Regions from separate parts of the Sus scrofa genome. Here region 2 is linked to region 1. A link is a contact called in public Hi-C data. All regions are on one chromosome and are shown on one strand. The core of a region is the stretch at or near the end of the contact, and the rest is flanking DNA. Distances in the headings are between cores, read along the strand shown.

Region 1 (6,301 bases), core at 376-2,875:
CGCCCGGAACACGTCTTCTTGCGTGCGCGTCCCGTCCAGCACGGCGCCGAAGCGGAACGCCACGTCGGGGCCCCCGCCTGGGGGACTTACCTGGGGAAGGGGGCGGTGGAGAAGGAGCGGGGGACTCTGGGGAGGGCGGAGCCTGGGGGAAATTTGCCGGGAGGCAGCGACCTGACGTCTTCCGGGTAGGTGTTTTTTGGGGAGCGGGTGGGGTCTTCACCTGCAGAGTCCGAGTCCCTGAGCAGTGCAGCGCGCTCTGTTCCCCTCGACGCAGCTCCGCCGCGCTCATGGGACGCACCCTGTGGTCCGACGGGGCGCGGAGGGGACGGATGGTCCACTCTGAAGTCTCCATCAGTCCCTTCCTCGCTCCGACCCCTCCTCGCCAACTTGTACCCACCTTAGCACCACTTGGATAGGCGTTTCAGGCCCCTCTGGCCCCTGCTCCAGGTTCCGCGCGGGGTCTCTATGGCAGCAACTGTGAGTTAACCATCCCTGCGCCAGCGGCTCCTCGAACCTCCCTAAATCTGTACTTACCCGTCCGGGGATCCGCGTTCCTCCATGTCCTGCTTCGCACACAGAGTTAGCTCCGCCCGAGTCTCCTTCCTTCTCCTCCCCAATACCCTCCCTTCTCCACCACACTGGGACTGGCTCTACACACCTTACATCCCCCACCCTCATCCCCCACGTCCCAGGCAGCCATCCATCCGGAAAGGCTTGAGCCTGCCCAGGGCTAGCTAGTTAAAGATTTACACACCTCCACCTCTGTGGTGGAGAGAGTCTGTAGCTAGGAGGTTCTGGGGCCGAGGATCACTTTGTCCTTCGCCAGTCCCTTCCGGAGGGACCACCTAGACTAGCCTCTGCACAGATGGGGATACTGAGGCTGGGATGGGAAGGACTCAGCCAAGGCCACAGGGCAAGTCTGGGCAGAACGTGGACCAGGCTCTTCCCACTCTGACCACATGCTCCTCCTCCAGTTTTGCAATCTTCCTCCCCAACCTAATCCTCCCCAGCTGTTCCAGCTTCTTCCAACTCAGAGCCCAGGGAGGGCACAGGGGTCTAGAACGGTGGGAGGGGCCCAGGTCTCAGCTCCAGGAAGATGTGGCTGGGTTGAATTCATGAGCTGAGCTGCCAACAGGCTCTGCAGCATCTGGTTAAACCCTGGGCCACCTGCCTCACCAATGCCGCAGCTGAACCAAGGCCAGGGTGGTTGTTTAACCCTCCCCTGCTCTGGCTGATGAGAGCAGCAGTGATGTCTGTGCATTTGCTGGGGCAGGGCAGTCACCGGTTCAATGCCAGTCCCCATGCAGGGCCCCAGGGAGGAGAATCACATGCAGATTCTGACCCTTTCAAGCTCATAGTCTTGCTAGGGAGACAGGTAAGTACAACCTAGTGTGCATGGGCTTGGGGGGCGGTGTGTGAATTCAGAGGCTTGTAGGAGGTGAGAGTGGTGCGTGAGTGTGTTCCAGGCAGAAGGAGCATCCTGCAGGAAGGCCGGGGAGAGGTGTGGAGATGTGTGTGGCCTTGAGAGGTAGTTTGAGGTTGGACTCAGCTCATGAAAGGCACATAAAGAATTCTGGACTCAGGAGTTCCCGTCGTGGCTCAGTGGTTAACGAATCCAACTAGGAACCGTGAGGTTGCGGGTTCAATCCCTGGCCTGGCTCAGTGGGCTAAGGATCTGGCATTGCCATGAGCTGTGGTGTAGGTTGCAGACGCAGCTCAGATCCTGCATTGCTGTGGCTGTGGCGTAGGCCGGCAGCTACAGCTCCAATTAGACCCCTAACCTGGAAACCTCCATATGCCGTGGGAGCAGCCCTTGAAAAAGCAAAAAGACAAAAAAACAAAAAACAAAAAACAAACAGAATTCTGGACTCATTCCTCAGAAAATCAGGAAGCCATCAAAGGGTTACCAATAGGGAAGTGACACCATCAGTAGGTAGTAATTGTTATTTTTTTATTGTCATCCTGACTATTTCTGCATATTCTCTGAATACTTCTATAAAGTCCTCTTCCCTCAAACACATTAAGATGAAAGCGCTAACAATCATCCCCCCCCCCGATGTAATACGCTCTAGACCACCACAAATGACAGCCAGCTATCAGAGCCACCAAACTAGCAAATGATTTATCATGGGTGGCAGTGCGATGCGCATACACTGGAGGCATGCAAGCAAGAGCCACTTGACATTTTGGTTTGATAGGGCTTTCTAGATGAATCTGTAGGGAGAGGTAGGTAGAGCAAAGAGGCCCTGTCTCTGGCTCTGCCAGCAGCATACTACAGAGCCCTGCACAAGTCTTAGCCTGTTTCCTTCCCATGAAAAGAGATGCATGATCCTGCCCTGGTGTTATATAGTTCTGTCATTTCAGTGAAACAGTGTAATTGAACATGATTCGTATATTGTAAAGAATTACTTAAAAGCAAAAATAGGGTTCCCATCATGGCTCAGCAGGTTAAGAACCTGACTAGTATCCATGAGGATGTAGATTCAATCCCTGGCCACTCTCAGTGGGTTAAGGATCCAGCGTTGCCACAAGCAGCGGGGTGTATTGCACATGTGGCCTGGATCCCGTGTTGTGGCTGTGGTGTAGGACTGCAGCTGCTGCTCTGATTTGACCCCTAGCCTGGGAACTGCCATATGCCATGGATTCGGCCCTAAAAATTTTTTTAAAAATAAATAAAAGTCCCTAAGTGATCTCTAAGATTCTTTTCAACTCTGAAGTTCCTTAATCTGTTATGTGTTTTGAATCCTTGAGGTGGATAGGACAAGAATTACCGTTCCTGTCTTTCAAATTTAAAAAAAAAAAAAAAAAAAAAAAGCAAACAAAAATAGAGGTAGGCAGGGGAGGCTGTCTAAGGAGAAAGCAGCTGTAAATGGCCAAACCAAGTCAACCTAGAACCAGGAACCCTAAGTCCTGTGCTGTCTGCTTCAGGGTGTGTTTTTCAGTTGTAAACCCAGTAAGTGAACACGCTGCTCCTTTAAATGCCCTGAAGAGAGTTAAAGGCTATGGATCCCTCACATCGTAGTGGGGGTTGGTTTGAACAGATTGCCCTGCTGAAGGGATTTTGAGAAACGTGCCAAGACAGAGGACGTATGCACATTGGGGTATGAGGAGCTGTTCGGTAGGGACTTTTGCACCAGGCTCCCCCGCACCCCCGGGATCAGACTGTGTCCCTCACTGGATGTGCACAAGCAGGAGCAGAGGTCTGGTTCTATCCTCTCGTGGTGACTGCGAACATCCGCCTCCCTTAAACTGAGCATTCATTCAGCCAATTTTTATTGTCTCCTCGGTATGCCAGGCTTCTAGGCACCTGAGCTACATTAGCAAACCGAATGGACACTGCTTGAGTATCTATGGGGATGTGGAGCATCTGGAACTCATACATTACATGTAAATACAACCTTTTTTTTTTTTTTTTTTTTGGAAAGCTGTTTGGCACCATCTACTAACACTAGACGTGTGCCTGTCCTGTGCCCTGGCAATTCCACTCCTGGGTCTGTGCCCAATAGAAACGAATGCACACTCCCACCTATAGACGCACACGAGAATGTTCTTCCCAGCTTTATAGTCATATTAGCCACAACCTCCATCATCATCATCATTACCGCCACCATCACCATAACCCCATCACCATCATCACCAAAACTCCCACCATCACCACCGATACCTACATAACCAGCAGTGCCCGTAATCGTATAGTCACAGCACCCACTGTGTCCACCATCATCGTCACTGTTACCATTGTGTGTAGCCTGTGTTTATTCACTTAGAAAATTCAGTACCTGGGCCCTTCCAAGCTCCTCCTGGGCCATGATGCTGCCTGTTCCCGCAGATGGGACTGGGTGCCTCCATGTCCCCTGCCCCTCTTTACCCTGTTTTGAGCCTGTCCTCTACCCAGAGGCTGCTCCTTTTCCTCGGGAGCCGTGGGACCCCTGTGGATGAGGGAGGGATAGAGAGAAGACCTATAGGGAAGCCCAGAGCATCTCAGCAGCATCTCAGTAGCTGCCCGGACCCTGCAGGGGCGCATCTCCAGGCCTCACTAGAGGGCAGCAGAGCATCGTGCCACCATGGCCCCAGGGCTCATCACAAAGGAGGCTTTGTCCAGCACGGGCACCTTCTTTCTATATGTTTTCTCCTGAGCTTGTGCACTGGGCAGGGGCTGGCCAGCCTGGTGCCCGGAAGAGGGGAGAGCAGGCCCTCAAGAGGTACTTCACGAGGGACTGAATAAAGCAGCCTTGCTGTGAGCAATCAAAGGACCCTCCCCTACACACCCTGCTCCTGGTTCCAGCCCCAGCAATTTATTCTCCTCCCTTCAGCCCCAGACACCACCCCTGAGAAAACCCTCCCTGACTCCCTGGGGCCTCCGAATAAAGTCTGAGGTCCCCCACTGGGACTCAAGACCGCCATTCAGATTCAAGGCCATTTGAGCACCCTCTCCTGCAGAGCCCTGTGGCTGTCCCTCTCCACTCCCACCGCCCCCCAACCCTGGCCTCCTGTGCTCCAGCCCTAAGCTTTCCCAGGCTTTCCCTTGATTTTTTAAAACCTTTGCCCCTGCTGTGCCCTCTTCCAGGAGCGCTCACTTCTACGCGGTGGATTTGTCCTGCAAGCCTTCGCATCCTTAGATCACCTTCCCAGCGCCCCCTACCGAGCAGGTCAGGTTGGAACCTTGTCTGTGTCCCTCTATTACAGTGCTGATCACATGGGAGCGCTCTTCCTGTCCCCGAGCCGGGACTGTCGACTTCATTGCTGGGGTCTCCAAGCTGAGCCGGCACTCGGCCCTGCAGTCAACAAATGGTGGAAAGAAGGGAAGGAGCTGGGAAGCAGGAAGGGAGGCTGGCGAGAGGGCTGCTGGAGGCATCCTCGCCTCCCTCCCTGCCACCAGCCTCCCGCCCTCCCTCCCTCCCTTCCTTTCAAGGCAAACCGCAAACTCACAGCTTCTGAAGTAAGGATTCATTTAGGGAGCCATTTATCATGGAGCTCATCAGCTCCTGCCACAAAACTGCTCTCAAATGTGCCCAGAAGCCGGGTGACACTCTCCCAGCTCCCCGGCCAAGCCAGCTGCTCGGACCCAGCCATGTGCTGCAAATTTAGAATTCCCAGAGGATGCAAGACAGGCGCCAGCCAGCCCTGGTAAGCCCAGGGGTCACTGTCCTCTGCTCCTCCTGACACACACATTGCTCGGAAGGGCTCATCCCATTTGTGAGGTGCCGAGACTGAGGCCCTGGGGGAAGAGGCCGAGCCCAGCCCAGGGCTCACCCTGCCATATAGCCTTGCATTGGGCTGAGGTGGAAGAAAGAGGAGCAGGAAGATCACTGAGGGCGACAGTCTCTATCACGTGACACTCAGCTGTCATCGTTTTCCTTGTACTCCCTGCCCGCCCGCCCCCCCCCCCATTGGAGGAACAGCCAGATGGGCCCAAGGCCTGTTGTGAAATTTTCCAAAGAGAACTTGCTGTAATTTTTAATTAGAACATCAATGTGGGCCTCGGGACTCATTTCACAAAATTCTCCAAAGCAGAGAACTTCAGGGGTCATTGGATTAATGTACTTCTGGCCACTTAGCCCATTTTACAGATGGAAAAACCGAAGGGGCCAGCACGCAGAACAGCAGTTACATTCATGGTGAAGAGTAATGACTTTAGACTTTAAGAGTCACAGAAACCCCCTGGCACCCTCAGGCCTCCACTGTTACCCCTCCTGGCTCTTCTCTTCTGAGGCCACACATACCGTGCTATGTATGGTGGGTACTGGAAGCCATGCCAGGCTTCCCACTAGACAAGGAGTTGGGTGAGCGTAGGGGATCCCATCACCAGCGCAGGGCCTGGTACAGAGGTGTACTCACTGTCTGTCTGTCTGTCTGATGAAGGCATGGAGGTCCAGCCAGAGGAAATGAACCTGCCTGAAGCCAAGCTTCATCTCTCGGTGAAAATGAGCCGCTATAGGTGGTTGTGAAATCACAGGACCTGGGTTGTTGAAACTCCTCTTGTTTCCGGGATCTCAGCTCTTCTCTTTAGAAACAGAAACAACTTTTCCCTGAGTCAATCCACCCACTGCTCCCCCAGGAATGACTTACCCTCTAAAAGCCATAACGTTCATGTGTACGAATGTTAAAGTGTAATAAGGACCCTCTCTTGCACAATGATGCCTCCTGTGTCTGGAACCCTCTGGGTCAGAGGACTGGGAGTTAATATTTATGGAACGCTGGGTGCTTTTTCGACTTTAATGGATTTTTAAAGCAACCTCAGGTTGGCACCTATGATTGTTCCCATTTTACAGATGAAGAAACTGAGGCTCAGAGATGTTCC
Region 2 (6,719 bases), core at 75-2,574, 190 kb after region 1:
GGGGTCCACCTACAGAACCATGTGCGCCCCTCCCCACATACAAACACCGCCCTCCCCCGCTGCCTGCAGGTACCTACTGGGTGGATCCAAACCTTGGCTGCTCGTCCGACACCATCGAAGTCTCCTGCAACTTCACACATGGTGGACAGACGTGTCTCAAGCCCATCACAGCCTCCAAGGTACCCATCTTCCCCCCAGGCCCCGCTGGCTGGCCCTCTCTACCTGCCTCCTTCCCCCACCCTGGACCACAGCCCACCCAGGTTTGGGACTGAGCCTTGACTATCTTGCTGCATGGCCTTGGGAGAGTCATCTTTCTGAGCCCACTTCCTCATTTATATGCTGGGGATCCATTGTTCTAAATCCACAGTTTCCAAACTTTTTGGGGTTGTGTGATAGTTCTTTCTTCAAATAGAGCTTTCTGCTTAATATCTCAAACAGCATAGTTGCAGAGTTCCCGTTGTGGCTCAGCATTTTAAGAAACTGACTAGTATCCACGAGGATGCCGGTTTGATCCCCGGCCTTGCTCAGTGGCTTAAGGATCCATCGTGGCCGCCACAAGCTGCAGCGTAGGTCACAGATGAGGCTTGGATCTGGTGTTGTAGTGGCTGTGGTGTAGGCCGGCAGCTGCAGCTCTGATTCCACCCCTAGCCCAGGAACCTCCATATGCCAAAGGTGCGACCCTAAAAAAAAATTTAAAAATAAAAAATAAAACAGCATAGTTGGCCAAGCTGGCCTGGCTTAGAGAACCATGAACCATCAGCACAAAATAAGTCAGTGTAATGCCCACCTGGGACAGGTCTCCAGGGTTGTGTATGCAAATATGTGACTCACGTTCAGGGCCCACTTACCATGGGTGGGTCTCTGGGCTGAGAAGGTGAGTGGCTCAGGGCAACTTAACGAACCACAGCGGTGGCACTGGGGCCTAACCCCTCCCTCTGCCAGGAAACCCCTCATTGGCTTGTGGGCTTTCAGTTGCAGCAAGTGCCTGATACAGGATGATTCATGCTGCAGTGAAGAGGGCCTCTCAGGCTGGAGGGGAGCTGGGGACCCAGAGCCCCCTTGCATCCCATTCCATCAGCCCCCGGGGGAAGCGCCAAGAGGTGCCTTGTGCTAACCATATGAGAACTGGGGTTTGAGCATCCGTAGGTGAACCAGCTGGTCAGCAAGTCTTTGTTGGGTCCCCACCATGTGCCAGCCTCTGAGCCAGGTGCTGGGATTCAACAGGAGACGAGGCAGCCTCTCTGGTGCCCCCCTAGCCAGAGCTCACAGTCCAGCGGGCCCTTTGCCCTTTGATACTAAGGCTCAGGGGCCATAGGGCAAACCCGGCTGGCAGAGGGGTGAGGCCAGAGTTGGCACCTGCTTTGGCCACACGACTGCCCATCCAAGTCACCACCCCTGTTAGGAATAAATGAACCACTGTTATGTGTGGGTCTCAGCCTATCAACAACCAATGTTTTGGTTGAACCAGTCCCTCTGGTTCTTGCTATGACTGCCAGATGCCCTCCAGCAATAACCATCAGGAAACTTAGGGGGAAAAAATGTAGGTTTATTACTTACAGGACCTGGAAATTACCCAGCACACCTGGGGCCACACAGTGAGGTCTCTGGCAGAGAGAGGGACAGTGTGTGGGCCTGGGGTTCTGCTTTTATTGGAGGTGGGGTCTAGGATTTCACGGGCTCACTCTTTATTGGTGAATTTAAAACATCAGGGTGGACATTTAAAGCATGGGAAGAGAATAAACAAGTGGTCCACATGGTGAATTATTGAAATCAATCAAGATCTCTGAAACAAAGGAGGCTCGGTGTTAGGAGGTGGCCCGGCTCTTCCAGTGCCAGTGGTGGGGCTGGCAATGGGTTCATTTAAGATAGTTTGTCTTTGAAGTGGATGTCTCAGCAATCAAAGCTTAAGTCAGGCACTTGCATCACAAAAAATAGAGGGACCTCCAATTGTAGGGCTTACACTACAGTCTAGCCTGTGGTGCCCTGTGATGTGAGCATCAGTCAGTGGTAAGCACATTAACCACGTGGGTAGCTGATGTCCCAAAAGGCAGGGCGAGGGCACCTCGAAACCTGCAAACTACACATCTGAATAGGGTCAGAGTAGGAAATCCTAGAATAATTATAGAAGCAAGAACCTGAGGTTCAGTACATAGCCATTGTCCCAAACTTGAAGGGTTACCACAGTGAAGCTAAGTCAGTGATCTCAGGGGCGCTAGAATCCGTTCCAAGATTTGGGTAACATTGTGAAATATTTTAACATCTTAAGCATCTTGTGTAAGTAGGTAAATCTGGGAGTGCCCATTGTGGCACAGCGGAAACAAATCTGACTAGCATCCATGAGGATGCGGGTTCAACCCAGCCTCGATCAGTGGGTCAGGAATCCGGTGTTGCCATGAGCTGGGGTGTAGGCTGACAGCTGTCGCTCTGATTCTACCCCCTAGCCTGTGAACATCCATATGCCACGGGTGCGGCCCTAAAAAGCAAAAATAAATAAATAATATTTTTTTAAAAGTAGGTCATCTGAACCTACTACATAGGTAGATGGTTCCATAGCTCATCAAACCTGCCTCGTGGTCCTGGGAATAGGTCCGTTCAGTTGAAGGCCCATCTCATTTCAGGAGGCAGTGATGCAGGACAATTTCCCAAGCCAGGACTTTTATTTATTTTTAGGGTATAGCCCTAAAAAGACAAAAAAAAAAAAAAAAACAATTTGGAGAAGTTTGTCAAAAATATCAAAGATTTTCAATACTTCACTAAATGGAATCACAGGTCATTATTTAAAAAATGCTTGATTGAGTACTTAACCAAAGTGACGTAAGATTTTAAAATCAAATTAGAAGGTTAATTGTTGTGAGCAAAACTTAGCTCTTTTGATATTGAGAAGACCCAGTTTTCTTAAGGAACTAAAGACCTGATTAAGACAACATGAAGCACAGGAAATTATTTTGATAAAATCGCAAAATCTTTGCTTTCTAGCCAGATTACTTAGAAGGTAAAGAGTTTTTCTTTTATGATCTCTTATCAGGAACAGACCAATATGCCCAGAAAACTTTGTCCTTTCAGCAGATGAAAGAAAATCACCTAAGTACATTATTGACATTAAAATTTATTAAAAAAGAAACCTTATAATAACAATCCAGTTTTAGCCAACTTGACCCACACAAGGTAAAATCCTTTCTCTGAAGACAAAGCCATCATCCCAAACTAATTTTCTTCCTGACAAATTTTGTAATAAGATAACATGGATTTATTTGACTAGTAAGCCCGGTAAAAGTTGTTTATCTGCAGTATATTTAATGCTGATAGCTCTGAAGACATACCGATTTTAACTGAAACAAACTTAGACTAGCTTTCATTTACTGAAGATTATCCCAGATCACGTGAACTTGAAAAACATTTGCATTCGTTTCTATCTTTCTGAGTTTCAGGAATACTTAATTCACACAGGCTTATTTTTAAGCCCATTTAAACAAAACTCTTACAAATTAATTTGGGGAGTTTCCATCATGGCTCAGCAGAAACGAATCTGACTCACATCCATAAGGATGTAGGTTTGATCCCCGGCCTCACACAGTGGGTTAAGGATCCAGTGTTGCCATGAGCTGTGGTGTAGGTCGCAGATGCAGCTTGGATCGGGCATTGCTGTGGCTGTGGTGTAAATCGGCAGCTACAGATCCAACTGGACCCCTACCCTGAGAACCTCCATATGCCACGGGTACGGCCCTAAAAAGACAAAAAAACAAACAAACAAGCAAAAAAAAAACCCCATAAATTAATTTTGGCAGTACCATCCAGAGATAGAAAGAAAAAAAAATCACATATACATCCACAGACAAACACCTAGGTAGACCCAGAGACCCTATGGCTTCTGTTCCAAAATTTTAGCCATGAACTAGGTACAACAGTATCGAATTCACTAGTTTATCAATAACATTTGACTCCAAATGGTGTCCATCAGGCAGAACAAGTTAAAGTTACCTGCTCCAGTGGCAATGCTTTTTACTAATATATGCAGAGATTAAAGATTTGTATTTGTTCTTATCAAGTAACCTTAAGGAGCCAGTGAGCTAACTGTGAGCAAGGGAGAGTTTTTAGAGCTTTTATAAGCCGTTTATACTTTAAAAGTCCTCTCCCCGCTCCAACCTCTTTTTTTTTTTTTTTTTTTTTCTTCCCCTTCAGCCTCAGGCAATTGTGGGCAGCGTTTTCGTTACCTCCTGGGGTGTTTCCATTTCCCAGATTTAATCTTCAAGGGACAGAGAAAGAATGTAAATTTTCTTCTAGGCGTTTTTTAGCGTCCTTTGCATGGTTTTGGCAGTTCCAGTAAAATGTCGTAGCACCGCACTGCAATTAGGGGAGCGCGTGGTAAAAATAATTCTCTGGGTCAAAAGGGGCCTCTTGGGAGTTGAAAAGAAAGAGGAAGGTCATGGGGATAAGGAGAGCCATGGACATGGTAAACCCAGGGGAGCATCCGATTTTGCCCAGCAGGAGATGGGCCTCATCTTAATGTTTTCCATTCACTGTCAGCCTTAGCAGCGATCGCTGTGATGGAAGGATACAACCAATAAGCATCCAAGGAGGTGGGGGGTAGGGTGTGGGGGGGGGATGGGATATCTGGGGCACTTGGCCTTCCCTTCATCTTCCTCATCCTAGAGGCCTGGATAAGCCCGTCATCTTTTTCCTTGGCATCAGGGACCCCTTAGGAGGTGTGTTTCTTAGTTCAGGGGAAGCCAAGAAGGCCAGGGATCTTTAAGAAAATTATGGAGTTTAGGGTCTATAGTGACATTAGCCAGTTGTTGCATTTTGGCAGTCATGAGAAGCAATGATTGACAGCCAGTGACAGTGACAACAACAAAAACCCATAAGAGCCAATTAGTTCCCCTCTCTCCTTCTGGCTGCATAAAATCTTTAAGAAAAATTTGAATTTCAGGTAAGGTATATATTTTCAATCTCTATTTCTACTTCTTGATACTTCTTTATTTTTTTTTTTTTTTTTAACGGCCGTACCCACGGCACACGAAGTTCCCAGGCCAGGGATTGAATCCGAGCCGCAGCTGCGACCTCCACCGCACCTGCAGCCATGCTGGATGCTTTAATCTACTGCACCAGGCCGAGGATTGAACCGGCACCTCCACAGCAACCAGAGCGGCTGCAGTCAGATTCTTAACCCACCGTGCCACATCAGGAACTCCTTCTCGCGTCGTCTTAATCTTCTGTGTGGTTACGGGCAGTTTGGGATGGCATCACTGTGAACTGACTTCATAGCCGGCTCCTTTCCTTCCCAGGGTGTTCTAAGAGACCTCTCTGGGATTAAGGTCTGCCTCCACTAGCGTGATATGCCCAGGGGCTTTGGGGAAAGCCCTCAGGCCTCTGGAGTGTGACACCACCGGAGCCTCAGCATGTCGCTCTACCAGCGCTGAGCCCTGCCCAGGATGCTTCTGCATGTATCAAGGAGCTGGGCGCATCCTCAGGGTTCTTAGGGGTGCTGGCACCAGATGTTTAGGACATGTATGTCTGTCCATTATTTTATTTTATTTGTTTAGTAATATCACACCAGGGATGGGACCCACCATATCCCAACGGGTCAAGGGACAAAGAGCAACAGTGATGAGTGAGGTTTTGGCACAGAGACCGTGGATCTCTTGTGTTTTCCTTCTGGTGGTCCATCGGTTTCCAGCTGCCAGGCTACTTCACCCTTCCGGGTTAAGACGTCATCCGGGCACAACCACCAACTCAGTGGTTGCCGGTGGACTCTTCACCTACAAGAAGCTTTTCCTCAGCCTTTAGCCCAGAGCCTTTTCTTGGCCAGTGACAGCCGTATGGTCAATTCACCTTCCTCAGCTCTCCTTGGAGGCCTGGAGGACCCTTCCGCGCATTCATAGTCAACCAAGGCCTTTACGATGAGTGGTCTCACAGCCTGGTAGTGCGATGTCCTTGATCACGCTGCTCTGGGGAGATAGCTGGCTTGTTATAGCAGCCGTGACTGCTTGCTTGGTCGCCACAATATTTTTTTTTCTTTTTTTTTTTTAACAGCTGCATCCCTGGCATATGGAGGTTCCCAGGCTAGGGGTGGAATCAGAGCTGTAGCTGCCAGCCTACACCACAGCCACAGCAACATGGGATCCCAGCCATGTCTGTGACGTACATCACAGCTCACGGCAATACTGGATCCTTCACCTACTGAGTAAGGCCAGGGATCGAACCCACAGCCTCATGGATACTAGCTGGGTTCTTCACCCACCGAGCCACAGTGGGAACTCCCTGGACACCACAATATGCAAAAGCAGAAAACAGTGAGACAGCCCCCCAGCAAGCAAGACCCTTCAATTAGCAATAATCGCACCTCAGATAAACTTCATGGGCTACGATACTGCCACTGCGCAAAGCTACAATGACCCTTCAAAAGGTGGTGGTGCTATACCCTCCTGAGTTAGGTGGTTAGTAAATACATTGCTGGTAGAGGGCTTTCCTTAGGCTGATGGCGAGGGCAGTCATGCGGTCCTGCCAACCATGCCCATTGTCGTGTGTGGGTCTCAGCCTATCAATAACCAGTGGTGTTGTTGGACCAGCCTTGTGATTCTTATAACAATTACAAAATGCCCTTCAGCAATAACCATCAGGAAATTTTGAAAAAAAGAAAGGTTTTTTATTTACAGGACCTGGAAATTACACAACCTACCTGGGACCACACGGCAAGGTCATGGGTAGAGAGAGAGAGTGAG

The links. Hi-C and Micro-C count contacts between places; a contact is called where the count stands out from the background.
Region 2: a contact with region 1 is called in a Hi-C map of liver, with 3 times the contacts expected there. The contact joins the enhancer-like site here to the promoter of KIF12 in region 1. A contact is called at or near these places in 3 of 5 promoter capture datasets (fetal liver, liver and skeletal muscle), 23 of 47 Hi-C or Micro-C datasets (adipose tissue, alveolar macrophages, brain and 13 more) and 1 of 2 datasets of contacts at active chromatin or transcription factors (skeletal muscle).

Annotation. Positions count from the first base shown.
Region 1 is chr1:254,718,934-254,725,234 of Sscrofa11.1, forward strand. KIF12 (kinesin-like protein KIF12) reads right to left here and starts at 1,626. Exons shown (of 19, transcript XM_021067853.1): 1 at 755-1,626; 2 at 398-463; 3 at 221-299; 4 at 1-90. The coding sequence starts at 289. LOC106509240 (a long non-coding RNA gene) reads right to left here and starts at 6,285. Exons shown (of 4, transcript XR_002337367.1): 1 at 5,839-6,285; 2 at 4,930-5,076; 3 at 4,578-4,775; 4 at 2,612-3,929.
Region 2 is chr1:254,913,542-254,920,260 of Sscrofa11.1, forward strand. It overlaps COL27A1 (collagen alpha-1(XXVII) chain), which reads left to right. Exons shown (of 61, transcript XM_021067868.1): 59 at 70-179. Among named protein-coding and RNA genes, the nearest start is that of ORM1, 22 kb to the right of the region's middle. Within about 2 kb of position 1,325, at least 1 of the 83 cell types and tissues checked has an H3K27ac peak or open chromatin away from gene starts, as enhancers often do. A contact at or near this core is called in liver, where this site is marked.